2 separate regions of the Mus musculus genome follow, and region 1 is linked to region 2. A link is a contact called in public promoter capture Hi-C data. All regions are on one chromosome and are shown on one strand. Each heading gives the region's core, a stretch centred on a gene start, on an enhancer-like site or on the middle of the called end of the contact. The rest is flanking DNA. Distances are from core to core; before and after follow the strand shown.

What was found. Promoter capture Hi-C pulls out the DNA fragments that hold promoters and counts their contacts.
Region 1: a promoter capture Hi-C map of liver shows a contact between it and region 2, with 5 times the contacts expected there. The contact joins the promoter of Cela3b here to the promoter of C1qa in region 2. A contact is called at or near these places in 1 of 39 promoter capture datasets (liver) and 2 of 484 Hi-C or Micro-C datasets (cerebellum and cortical neurons).

What each region holds. Positions count from the first base shown.
Region 1 is chr4:137,427,960-137,434,382 of GRCm38.p6, reverse strand. It overlaps Cela3b (chymotrypsin-like elastase family, member 3B), which reads left to right and starts at 3,863. Exons shown (of 8, transcript NM_026419.2): 1 at 3,863-3,923; 2 at 5,829-5,914. The coding sequence starts at 3,884.
Region 2 is chr4:136,894,582-136,900,378 of GRCm38.p6, reverse strand. C1qa (complement component 1, q subcomponent, alpha polypeptide) reads left to right here and starts at 1,535. Exons shown (of 3, transcript NM_007572.2): 1 at 1,535-1,633; 2 at 2,535-2,704; 3 at 3,651-4,463. The coding sequence starts at 2,542. The coding sequence ends at 4,225.

The sequences.
Region 1 (6,423 bases), core at 2,614-5,113, 530 kb before region 2:
ATACACTTTTAATCCCAGCACTGAGAGGCAGAGGCAGGCAGATCTCTGTGAGTGAGTTCAGGGCCAGTCTGGTCTACAGAGTAAGTTCCAGAACAGCCAGGGCTACATGGAGAAACCCTGTCTCAAAAAAAAAAAAATAACAGCAACAACAACAACACAAAGAGATGTCTCACTTTATTTCAGTCTGGGGCCTGGAATGGATGGTACCCCTCCATTCTCCTTAGGTAGCTCCCTCTTGGGCTGGAGAGATGGCTCAGTGATTAAGGACACTGACTGCTTCCAAAGGTTCTGAGTTTAAATCCCAGCAACCACATGGTGGTTCACAATCATCCGCAATAAGATCTGACGCCTTCTTCTGGTGTGTCTGAAGACAGTTATAGTGTACTTACATAAAACAATAAATAAATCTTTGGGCTAGAGCAAGCAGAGCCAAAGTGAGCAGAGGTCCTGAGTTCAATTCCCAGCAACCACATGAAGGCTCACAACCATCTGTACATCTACGGTGTACTCATATACATAAAATAAATAAATCTAGAAGAAGAAAAGAAGAAGAAGAAGAAGAAGAAGAAGAAGAAGAAGAAGAAGAAGAAGAAGAAGAAGAAGAAGAAGAAGAAGAAGAAGAAGAAGAAGAAGAAGAAGAAGAAGAAAAAGAAGAAGGAGGAGGAGGAGGAGGAGGAGGAGGAGGAGGAGGAGGAGGAGAAGGAGAAGAAGAAGAAGAAGAAGAAGAAGAAGAAGAAGAAGAAGAAGAAGAAGAAGAAGAAGAAGAAGAAGAAGAAGAAGAAGAAGAAGAAGAAGAAGAGGAAGAAACAAATCCCTCTTCAGGGCTAACCTCAAGGATTCCAGCTGCCACTACACCAGGAGCCCCAAAGGTTGCTCAGTAGTACAGCTAGAAGTATCTTTCCCCAGGCTTTGAGAAGGATAGCACTTGGCTCAAGTGGTCATGGACAGTTGACCTCAGAGAGACCATATGTCGAAACTCCCTGCCCCTAGAGTCACATGCCCTGAGCAACACAGTTTGAGGCCCTGCGGATAAAAGCAGGGGAGCCTTCTGTGTTAAGTTGGGGCCTCCTGTGGGTTCAGCTCTTCCTGTGTCCTTGAACTAGCTTCTTCCCAGCTAAGAACACGTGCAGACCTCGATCAAGTTCTGGCTTTTCTCCAGGCCACTGTCCTATCTGTCGGAGAGGTCAGAGAGCTGGGTTGAACACAGAGATCTGTTTCCAGTCCTCTGCCTTAGGACCTGCCCCTCTCTCCTGTGCTCTCTTCAGGGCTCTCACAACCTCTTCCCCAGTTCAGAGGCTGTGAGCATCCAAGCTGAGCAAATTTGTCCAGGCCTACAGTAAACAGGGAGGGCACAGCTATTTTTATCCCAGGTTGAAGGATTTTCACAGCTGTTTCTGTTGCGTGTGCACAAGCTGCTCAACAGCCCAAGCTGCTGGAGTGGTAGGTCTCCCTGTGGACGTGTTAGATGGGCGGCACCCAAAACCTTAAACAAATCCCTCCTGGCCTACGGGATACCTCTATTAGCAAGGGTCCACTTAGACAGCTAAGTGTTGCCCTCCCCTTGGCTTCTATTTGTAGGAGTCAGAGGAAGATGTATGCATGCCACACTGATCCTGAACACATGCTCAGGAGACTCAGCAGGACTTAGCTGAAAGAGGGGAACATGGGGAACATGGGGGACGGGGACAAGGAGGGTTTGTGTACTTGCCTTGTTCACACAGGATGCTGGCCCTAAACCAGACAGTGGTGGTGTATGCCTTTAGTCTCAGCAGTCAGGAGTTAGAGGCAGGAAGATGAGGCCAGACTGGTCTACCAAGGCTACACAGACCCAGGAAAATGATGTCTCAAAAGGGAATGGGGAGCTGGAGGGATTAAGAGAACTAACTGTTCCTCTAGAGGTCCTGAGTTCACTTCCCAGGTACCACATGGTGATTCACAACCATCTGTAAAGGGATCTGACGCCCTCTTCTGGTGTGTCTGAAAAGAGTGACATTGTACTCACATACATTAAATAAATAAATAAATAAATAAATAAATAAATAAATAAATAAATAAATAAATAAATCTAAAACAAAAAGAAGAATGCTGGCTTGTGCCCTGTGCCCTGTGCTAGTGTGTGGCTCGATGGTGGCTCTCCGCATGCATGAGGCCCTGGAATCTATCCCCACCAATAGGGGTGGGGTGGGGGAGTAAAGCGGCTGAGGAGGTGGATACATGAAGAAGGCACGGTGCGGCCAGCACTCGCAAGGCAGAGAACAGGGCTCTAAACCAGCCAAATCACCAGCTCTGGGGTCAGCAAGAGACCTTGCCCCTGCAGATAAAGGAGCCCAGGGAAGGTGCCAGCATCAAGCTCTTCAGCTTGGTTGACAGTGCGTTGGCAGGATCCTCACCAAGCTCCTTTAGTTAAAGCTTTCGATTGCATTTTTGTTGCTTCTGTGTGTGTGTGTGTGTGTGTGTGTGTGTGTGTGTGTGTGTGTGTGTGTGTGTGATGGGAGTGGGTGCACATGCCCCAGCATGCGTGGAGCTCAGAGGGCAACTCAGAGGAGAGGAGTTGGTCCTCTCCTTGTAACAGGTGGGCCCCAGGGATCCAACTCAGGTCGTGAGGCCCGATGGGCGTCTTTAGGTGCCAGGTCATCTTAGCAAGCCTGCTTCCTCTTTTATATTCCTCTCTTTCCTTCCTTCTCCTCCTCCCTGTTCCCTTCTCCTCCTCCCCTCACCTGGTTGCTTCTTCCTTGTCTCCTCTTCTGTCTCCATATCCCTCTCCTCCTCCTCCCCCTCCTTGACAAGGACAAAACCAAAGGCCTTACTTTGAGGCCCTGTGTTGTGCTTCCAGACCCATTTTATTTTTTTGCTTTGAGACAGGGCCTTGCTGTGCAACCCTAGTTGACCACCAACTCATAACCCTCCTGCCTCAGCCTTGGAGCAGCTGGGAACACAGACGATGCCACCTCACCCAGCTCCTCGTTGACTCCAGACCCCTGCCCCTCTTTTTTCTTGAGCAAGCCACTCCTGAGTTGAGTGTCTACCCTCCACCCGTTCCCATGGCTGGCTTCAGGACTCACTTGCATGCATATCGTCTCCAGAGTCAATATGTCACTCTGCCTCAACCTCCCAAGACAAATGGGAAGGGAGGGGTCCCCTCCTGATCACCCATGTTTTGTTTCCGTATGGCACCCACCCTCACTGGTTAGAGACAGCTTCTTAAAAATTTTGGCACTTGGGAGGCAGAGGCAGGTGGATTTCTGAGTTCGAGGCCAGCCTGGTCTACAGAGTGAGGTCCAGGTCAGTGGGGATATACAGAGAAACCCTGTCTCAAAAAAACCCCAAAAAACAAAAACAAAAAATTGTGGGTTCATCTTGTGCCATCACTAGGCAGACTGTGAGCAGACTGGGATCATGTGCTGTCTGCTCACAGCCCTAGAAAGAGCCCTAATACAGCAGAGAAAGTACTCAGAAACAGTCTCTTATGGAGGTGGACATCAATATTAATCCCATGCAGGAGACTAGAGCTCTGAGACACCATGGTCAAACTAAGCACTCAATAGACAAAGCCAGGATCTGAACCCAGGCCTGATCAGCTCTGCTATTCTAGCCTTCCCTGGGAAAGCCCGGCCTGTCTAATAGAACCCTTTGCCTGTCCCTCTCTTATCAGTTGGCCGTTCTCTACCACTTGTGCAATCACAGGTTGGAGGAAGTCTGAGGTCCCTCCTTCAGCTCCTGCTCTCTAATCTACAGTGGTTGGTGTGTGGCCTTGGGCCTTGAAAAAGCTGGTGTTCTGCCACCTGTTGTGGGAGTGGGGTCTGGGGCCAGCCCTTCCACCTGCCTCCGGCACTATATTAAAGTCCCGGTTCCACATCTCTTTCTAATCACCCTGAAGCTCACCATGCTCCGACTGCTGAGTTCCCTCCTGCTTGTGGCCCTTGGTAAGCCCTCAGCTTGTCCCATGTCTCCTTGCTGCATCAGCCTGGGAGCCCCTGAAATATGACAGACCCTCACTCTTTGCCTCCCTGGGTGACACCCCATACCTACTTCTACAGAAGGTCTCAGCTTCAACTAGGACAGGACTGTAGGGCCTTGAGCTTGGTTCATGGCCAGGAGTGGAGGAGGCAGGCAAGCTTCAGATGACCCAGCTCAGAAAGACTGGGAGCCCACGGGGCAAGACTCCTTGAGGGGACAATGGATGACCTCCTGACTTAAGGTCTGAACTCTGAGGTTTGATGGCTCCAACTCAAACTTTCAGTCTTCTGTGACACAGCCCACAAAGCTTCCCTTGGCCGACCATATTGTACCCGATGGCATTTTCTAAGTGTCTACTATGTCAGGCAGGTGACGGTGGGACAGGTTGTTTTTCTTCTATGACCCCAGGTAAGTCAGCCTAGTTTGGAGTCAGTGGGGAAACTGACTTTTAAAGTAACACAGCCATCCTGAGTCGGTGGCCGAGTTTCACTTCGTACCCAGCTGTGTCACTCAAACAGCCACTTCATAGGTCAGTCACCTTTTTTTTTTTTTAAAGATTTATTTATTTATTATATGTAAGTACACTGTAGTTGTCTTCAGATACACCAGAAGAGGGCATCGGATCTCATTACGGGTGGTTGTGAGCCACCACGTGGTTGCTGGGATTTGAACTTCGGACCTTCGGAAGAGCAGTCGGGTGCTCTTACCCACTGAGCCATCTCACCAGCCCTTTTTTTTTTTTTTTTTTTTTTTTTTTTGGTTTTTCGAGGCAGGGTTTCTCTGTATAGACCTGGCTGTCCTGGAGCTCACTTTGTAGACCAGGCTGGCCTCGAACTCAGAAAACCGCCTGCCTCTGCCTCCCGAGTGCTGGGATTAAAGGCGTGCGCCACCACGCCCGGTATAAATCACCTTTTTAAAAAGAATTTTTTTTTAATAGAAAGTCTCATGTTATAGCTCAGCCTGCCTTTCCTTGAATTCCTAGCAATCCCACTGCCTCCCTCTCTCAAGCACAGGGACTACAGGCCTGAGCTAGCATGTCACTTTTAGCTGCCATTTTTAATTTTTTTTATTACATTTATTTATTTGTTAGGGACTGTATGTGTGTTACAGAGCTCACGTGGAGACCAGAGAACAACTTGCAGGAGTCAGTTCTCTCTGTTGGGATCCCAGGGATAAAACTCAGGTCATTAGCCCGGGTTACCACGCAGCCAGCCCTCTTTTTTTCTTTTGGGGTGGGGTAAAAGATTTCACTCTGTTAGCCCAGGCTTACCTCAAACCAGTGGCTGATCCTTTGAGCTCGAATCCTCAATGCTGGGATCACACCCTAATGCCCAGCATTTTGGTTTCAGAGTTTGGGGGCTCCCTGACTACCAGGCTCAGTCCCAAGTCTTTAGTCTTTGAGATAAAAGAGACCCTGCCCTCCTCTGACTCTGGGAAGCCCTGTTGTAGGTTAAATGCATAAACACTACTTCATACCTGGCTAGTGAAGTCTAGAGAGGGGAAGGGCTCCCCCTCCTCTTCCTCCCCTTCCTTTTCCTCCTCCTCTTCCTCCTCCTCCTCTTCCTCTTTCTCTTCTTCCCCCTCTTCCTCTTCTTTATACTCCTCTTCTTCCTCTTCCTCCTCTCCCTCCTCAATCTCTTCTTCCTCCTCTTCCTCTTCTTTTGCTTCTTTCTTTTTCTTTTTAGACAGGATCTCTTTGTGTAGCATTGGCTGATCTGGAATTCACCATATAGGTCAAGCTGGCCTTGAATATACAGAATTCAGCTTGCCTCTGCCTCCAAATGCACCATGCTCAAACACCAGCTCTCCCACCCCGACCCCTTTCTTCTGAGGACACTCTGGCTGACTGGCTTCTCAATTGTCACCTCTAGCCTCAGGCTGTGGACAGCCTTCCCACAACCCCTCCAGCCGAGTTGTCAATGGCGAGGAAGCTGTTCCCCACAGCTGGCCCTGGCAGGTAAGAGTGACAGCAGCTGCCCCCACCACCACTCCCCACGCCTGCTTCTACTATGGGCACTGAACCCCAGGTCTGGTGACATGGCAGCCTGCCTTGACCCCACCAGTTCCTCTCCACTCCCTTCTTTGACTTCAAAAGGCCGGAAACTCTTGGAGAGAGATATTTCTTGGAGGTTGTAACTGTTCCATCTGCAATCTCGGCTGGGATTTGAAAGTGGAATTTGGGGAAAGGGTGGTGCTTAAGAGATTGGCTTAATAGCAGTGGAACTTCGGGGGCTGTGTTTAGAGGAAAGATTTTGTTTCTAATCTCCCTGGGTTCTACAAAAGGGTCAAAGTTCTGGGAGCTTAAAAGGGTTAGGAACTTCATAGAGGTTCATGGGGAGATGTTCATAGGGCTAAACTCCCTGTCTAACAATAGTCACAAGCCACGTGTGACTATAGTTTACTATAAAGTAAGGCAGACATAGTTGTTCCATACAAACTTGTAACCCAGTAGAGGCAGAAGGATCA
Region 2 (5,797 bases), core at 286-2,785:
GCTTCTGCTCTGATTTTCTTCTTCTTCCTCCTCTGCGTCCTCTCCCTCTCCCATTTTCTCCTTCTTCTTTCTCTCCACCTCCTGCTCCACCTTCCCTTTTATCTGCCCAACCAGCAGCTCTCCTTTATTTTACAAACTAAGGTGAGAAGAAGGTGTACAGGAAATCACCTGAGTGCTGACTCATTCCTAGTTCACAGCCACTCACAGGAGAACAGAATTAACATCAAATAGAATTAGCCCCAGGGCTATCCACAACAAACACTTGGCTAGGATTTATGAAGCCCTGGGTTCAATGGCCAGCTCTGAATAAAGCAAGCATAATGGAAGCACACCTTCAATCCCAGCTCTCAGGTGGTAGAAGCAGGAGGGTCAGGATGTCCAGGCCAACCCTGGATATATAAGAACCTGTCTCAGGAAAAGATGTTGGGGTCAGTGAGTGAAAGTGTTCCCTTCACCAACCTGAGAATGTGAGCTCAGATCCCATGGTAGGAGAGAACCAATTCCTCAAAGTTGACCTCTGACCTCCACACGTGCTCCACCGTAGCACACAAACCCACCCTAACATGCATATACAAAGAGAAACAATAAATAAACTATTTTTTAATATTGATGACATTTGGTGAATAAGTGGTTATCAGGTGCCCCGTGTTCTGCAGCTGCCTGACATTAAACTTTCACAACAACCTTCTGAGATAGAATTTGATCCCAGGTTACAGATAAAGAATCTAAGAGTGAGGCTGGATGGTGGTGGCGTACGCCTTTAACCCCAGGCAGAGACAGGTGGATCTCTAAGTTCGAGACCAGCCTGGTCTGCAGAGTGGGCTCCAGGACAGCCAGGGCTACACAGAGAAACCCTGTCTCGAAAAGAGAAAGAAAGAAAGAATGAAAGGAAAAAGAAAAAAAGGGGGGGGAAAGCAAGAGATGGCTCAGAAGTTAAGAGCACTGGCTGCTTTTCGAGAGGTCCTGAGTTCAATTCCCAGCAACCACCTGGCGGCTCACAAACATCTGTAATGAGATCTGTCGCCCTCTTCTGGCCTGTGGGCATATATGCAAGCAGAATGCTGTATGCATAATAAATAGATCGTTTTAAAAACAACAAAAAAAAGGTAAGGAAGAAACCAAGAGCGAAGAGATGTTGGAGCTTCCCAAAGACAGGCTGTTAGGGAGTATCGAGCCTTGAAACCCATTGCTATGTGCCTTCAGCCTCCCAGTGGTCTGTTCTCTCTGTTCCAGGTGGCCTGTCCCTTCTTTGAATTTTATAAGCACTTGGCCCTAAGCTCTTGTGTCTTTCCCAATCATGAAAAAAGCCCCAGGGTACAAGTTTGAAGACAGAGTCCTTCTGCCCTGATATTCTGTGCTTTTCTGGATCCTGAAGAACCCCAACCCCCATCTTCAGAGTCCTCCCCACAACTGTGGCTGGGCAGGACATCCCCTGTCCCAAACGTGCTGAGGTCCGCTTAAAATTTCCGTGTGTGGTGTCTGGCCCTGGGGAAGTTCAGGGGGTAGATTCCAAGAAGGGGAAGTCGGAAAGGATATGAAACTTGGCAGTGTCCTGGTGACACGCCTTTGCTGACGGGTGTCCCACCATCAGCAAAGGGCTGGAGCATCCAGTTTGATCGGACCACGGAGGCAGGTGAGACCAAGCCTGAGGGAGAGGGGGCTGGGAAACCAACCTTGGGGGACCACTCTGGAGAACTGAGGCGAGAGGGAAGAATATTGCTGCAAGCTAGTTCAGTGCAAGGGTGGATAGGCTGGGGACACTGACACAGAGCAGGCAGGTGGAAGGACCCTCTCCTCTGGCCAGAGCTTTGGGGAACCGTGAGAGCTAGTAGCTCAGAACCATGCTCCATGCCTCAGAAACACAGAAAGCCAGAAAGCGCTCGGGGGAGTCAGCGCCCAGCAGCAGAGGGCTTTGCAGGGACAGTCAGCCCTCATGTGGATGTGGAAAGGGGCTGAGGCTGCGGGAGAGTAGGCAGATGTTTGTGAAAGCCTGTGAGTGTGCATAGCTCACCATCTGGGCCGGAGATTGTAATTAAAACAGTGCTGACACTTGGTAAATATTTGTTCAATGAGATCCATCATCCGTGGGAGTGTGTGAGCCTGCGTGTCCAGAGAGCGGGGAGGTCTGTGTGGATATAGGAGCAAATGCTGGACAGGTGCAGAGCAAAAGGTAGTGTGGGGTTTAGGGCTGGGGCTAGGGCTAGGGTCAGGTCAGGGTCAAGGTCAGGGTCAGGGTCAGGGTCAGGATTAAGCCTAGAGCTAGGGCCTATAGGTTAGGATTAGGGTAGGGGGTGGGTGCTAGGGTTAAGGGCAGAGTAAGAAGGGTCAGGGTTCTAGCTAGGGCTAGGGGTTAGGGTCAAAGTCATTGTTAGTGCTAGTATCGGGGACCTGTGATCCAGACAGGCATTGAGGATATGAATGGCCCTAGACTGGGTCACATAACCTTGCGTGTAGAACATGGTAACATGTCATCATGGGACAGACATGTGATCCCAAGTGTCCAGCATACCCAGTGTCCCTGTGTGTCTCTGTAGGGACACCATGGAGACCTCTCAGGGATGGCTGGTGGCCTGTGTGCTGACCATGACCCTAGTATGGACAGTGGCTGAAGATGTCTGCCGAGCACCCAACGGGAAGGATGGGGCTCCAGGAAATCCTGGCCGCCCGGGGAGGCCGGGTCTCAAAGGAGAGAGAGGGGAGCCAGGTAAGCGTTCTCTCCGGCTGGGGTGCTGGTCCCGCACCATCCTGGAGGCAATGGTTTAGGGGTCCTGAGAAGCGATGGTGCATTTGAGTTCCAGGAAGTCACTACAGTGAGCGGTTCACCCCGGAACCTGAAGGCCTAGCCTTCTCTTGGACCTTGTCCCCAGCTTCTCTTTCCTGCTTTGACATTCCTCTTTCCCCTTTCTCCTCCAAAGACTAGGCCACACAGAGAATGGATGTGGATGGTCTAAAAAAGAGGCCCAAGAGTCTAGAGTCAAGAGCCATTGACTTGTTGGTTGACCTCAAACAAATTACGGATGCTCTCTGAGAGTCCATTTCCTCCTCCGTAAAATCGAGGCAGAGCCCTGCCTGGTGCGTAGAGAAAGATCAGCCAGTATCAACAGTCACTTGCATGTCCTTCCAGCCCTCTACTTTGTCCCTGCTCTCCTGTCCACTCTACCCTGTTAGAATTCATGATCCTGAGGAGGACGAGAGGGGAGGAGTTATGACCAGAGCCGGAAGAAAAGACATCCTGACCTGTCAACCTGACCCTCCCAGTCTCCTGCAGACCAAAAGGACCCTCATGCTGATTTGCACACAGTTGTGCCAAAGGGTCCTAAATATGAAAAAGGAGTTGGTGATTTAGAGACATGCGAGGTGACAGCACCATGGCTGGACTCAACTGAGCAACCAGAGAGCCAGCCCCACGTTTCCTAAAAATGCAGGGTCTGTCACATGGCTGCATTTGCTTCTCTGGGTTTTATAGTTGAAGCAGAGGCTCAGAGAGGTTAACATGCTTGCCCAAGACCACACAGCCAGTCAGGCCAGTCAGACTGGGTCTCTTCAAAGCAAAGGCTTTTTCTGTGAGGATAGGCAGGCTCTGGACTTCTTACCCACGATGCCCCACCCCACTCCACATCTACCAATCTGCTCGCTCTCTTTGCACACAGGAGCTGCTGGCATCCGGACTGGTATCCGAGGTTTTAAAGGAGACCCAGGGGAATCTGGCCCCCCTGGCAAACCTGGCAATGTGGGGCTCCCAGGTCCCAGTGGTCCCCTGGGGGACAGCGGCCCCCAAGGACTGAAGGGCGTGAAAGGCAATCCAGGCAATATCAGGGACCAGCCCCGGCCAGCTTTCTCAGCCATTCGGCAGAACCCAATGACGCTTGGCAACGTGGTTATCTTTGACAAGGTCCTCACCAACCAGGAGAGTCCATACCAGAACCACACGGGTCGCTTCATCTGTGCAGTGCCCGGCTTCTATTACTTCAACTTCCAAGTGATCTCCAAGTGGGACCTTTGTCTGTTTATCAAGTCTTCCTCCGGGGGCCAGCCCAGGGATTCCCTGAGTTTCTCTAACACCAACAACAAGGGGCTCTTTCAGGTGTTAGCAGGGGGCACCGTGCTTCAGCTGCGACGAGGGGACGAGGTGTGGATCGAAAAGGACCCCGCAAAGGGTCGCATTTACCAGGGCACTGAAGCCGACAGCATCTTCAGCGGATTCCTCATTTTCCCCTCGGCCTGAGCTGGGGATCTGCCCCTGCATCCTGCCATCTCCTGCGCTCCCTGTTGTGGACCACGCCCCCCCCTCCGTCCTGCACCCCTCCCCTCCGCACTCTGCAAAGTGAAGGGGCTGGGGCTTTAGCACCCTGGGGGAGGGGCTGTCTCGGAGGGAGGGCACTGAGGACTGATGTTTCTGCACACTGCCCAGTGGTTTCTTTAAGCACTTTCTGGAATAAACGATCCCCGTCTGTGTCTGTGACTTTCCGTGCAGTGGCTGGCTGTTCTGGGCACTGAGCAGGAAAGGGGCATAAAAGTGGCCATCGCTGCTGGGCGGTGGTGATGCACGCCTTTAATCCCAGCACTTGGGAGGCAGAGACAGGTGAATTTCTGAGTTCGAGACCAGCCTGGTCTACAAAGTGAGTTCCAGGACAGCCAGGGCTATACAGAGAAACCCCGTCTCAAAAAAAAAAAAAAAGTGGCCATCGCTGACTGCTTGGCTGACTGGGAAAGCAGTGTTAGTTAGCACTGTACACAATGGTTGCGGAGGGCATATCAACCAGGCTCCAGATGTCAGCCCCTGCTAGCTGCCAGATCACACCACATGACCTCAGTTTCCAAATCTGCTAAGTGGTGCCAGTAATGGAAGTTTGGAGAGGGGAGGGGGCTGCCGTGGCCAGGGCGTGAAAGCTGGAGACAGGGGTCTGTTGTTCTGTGTTGGTCAGTCTTGTTGAGCAAGCTCCTAAGTGAGAATTCTAACCATACTTCCCAGATGACTAAGGAGCAGGGGGCATCAAGCCCCAGGTCAGTACCTCAGGCAAGGAGCTGCAGTTGAAATCAGGCTAGCTGACCAATACCCTCCCAGTCTTCCCAGTTATCCTTGGACAAAACCACACAGGTGCTTCTGCAGCCTAGCTCAGAGAGGGCAAACAAGTGGCTCTCTCGGACACCCAGCAGTCTTTCCCAGAGCTGAATTTCCTGAGCGGTTGGTTTCCAGGAAGACATGGAGAGTGGATTGCTGTCACCTGACTGCTTAGCAGCCCTGGGGGTGGGGTGGGGACAACTGAGGATCTTGGGTGCTCAAGTGCATTCCCACAATCCCAGGCTCAAACACAATCACACATGGAGATATACACACACAGTTTCACAGCAATCACACATACACTGTCTCCTGCTCACATACACACTACCCTTGAGACTTACCATGATCCCATGTGGGCTGAGGCTCACCCATTCCTCACCAGAACATGGGCTCAGGGACTTCCTCTCAGAACACTATGTACAGCCTTGGAGGTACACACTAGTCACGTCTCCAAACACACGCATGCATCCAGGCACATGGGCGCACACACATGCACACACAGACATGCACAGTTGTAATGGATGTGCACATTTCCACATGCACAGAATACGAAAGCCTGTGTTTCCTCCCACACTAACCCCCATGTGCTCACAGCTCAGTCGGGGACTATTCCCCCCTCCTGTTCACTGGCTGGTGCACCTGGTCTCAGAGTCATCCCTGACATGGCCTGCAGGTACATTTGGACACACATCATCATGCCCTGTGACTGCAGCCGAGAGCCTCTGGGGTCAGGAG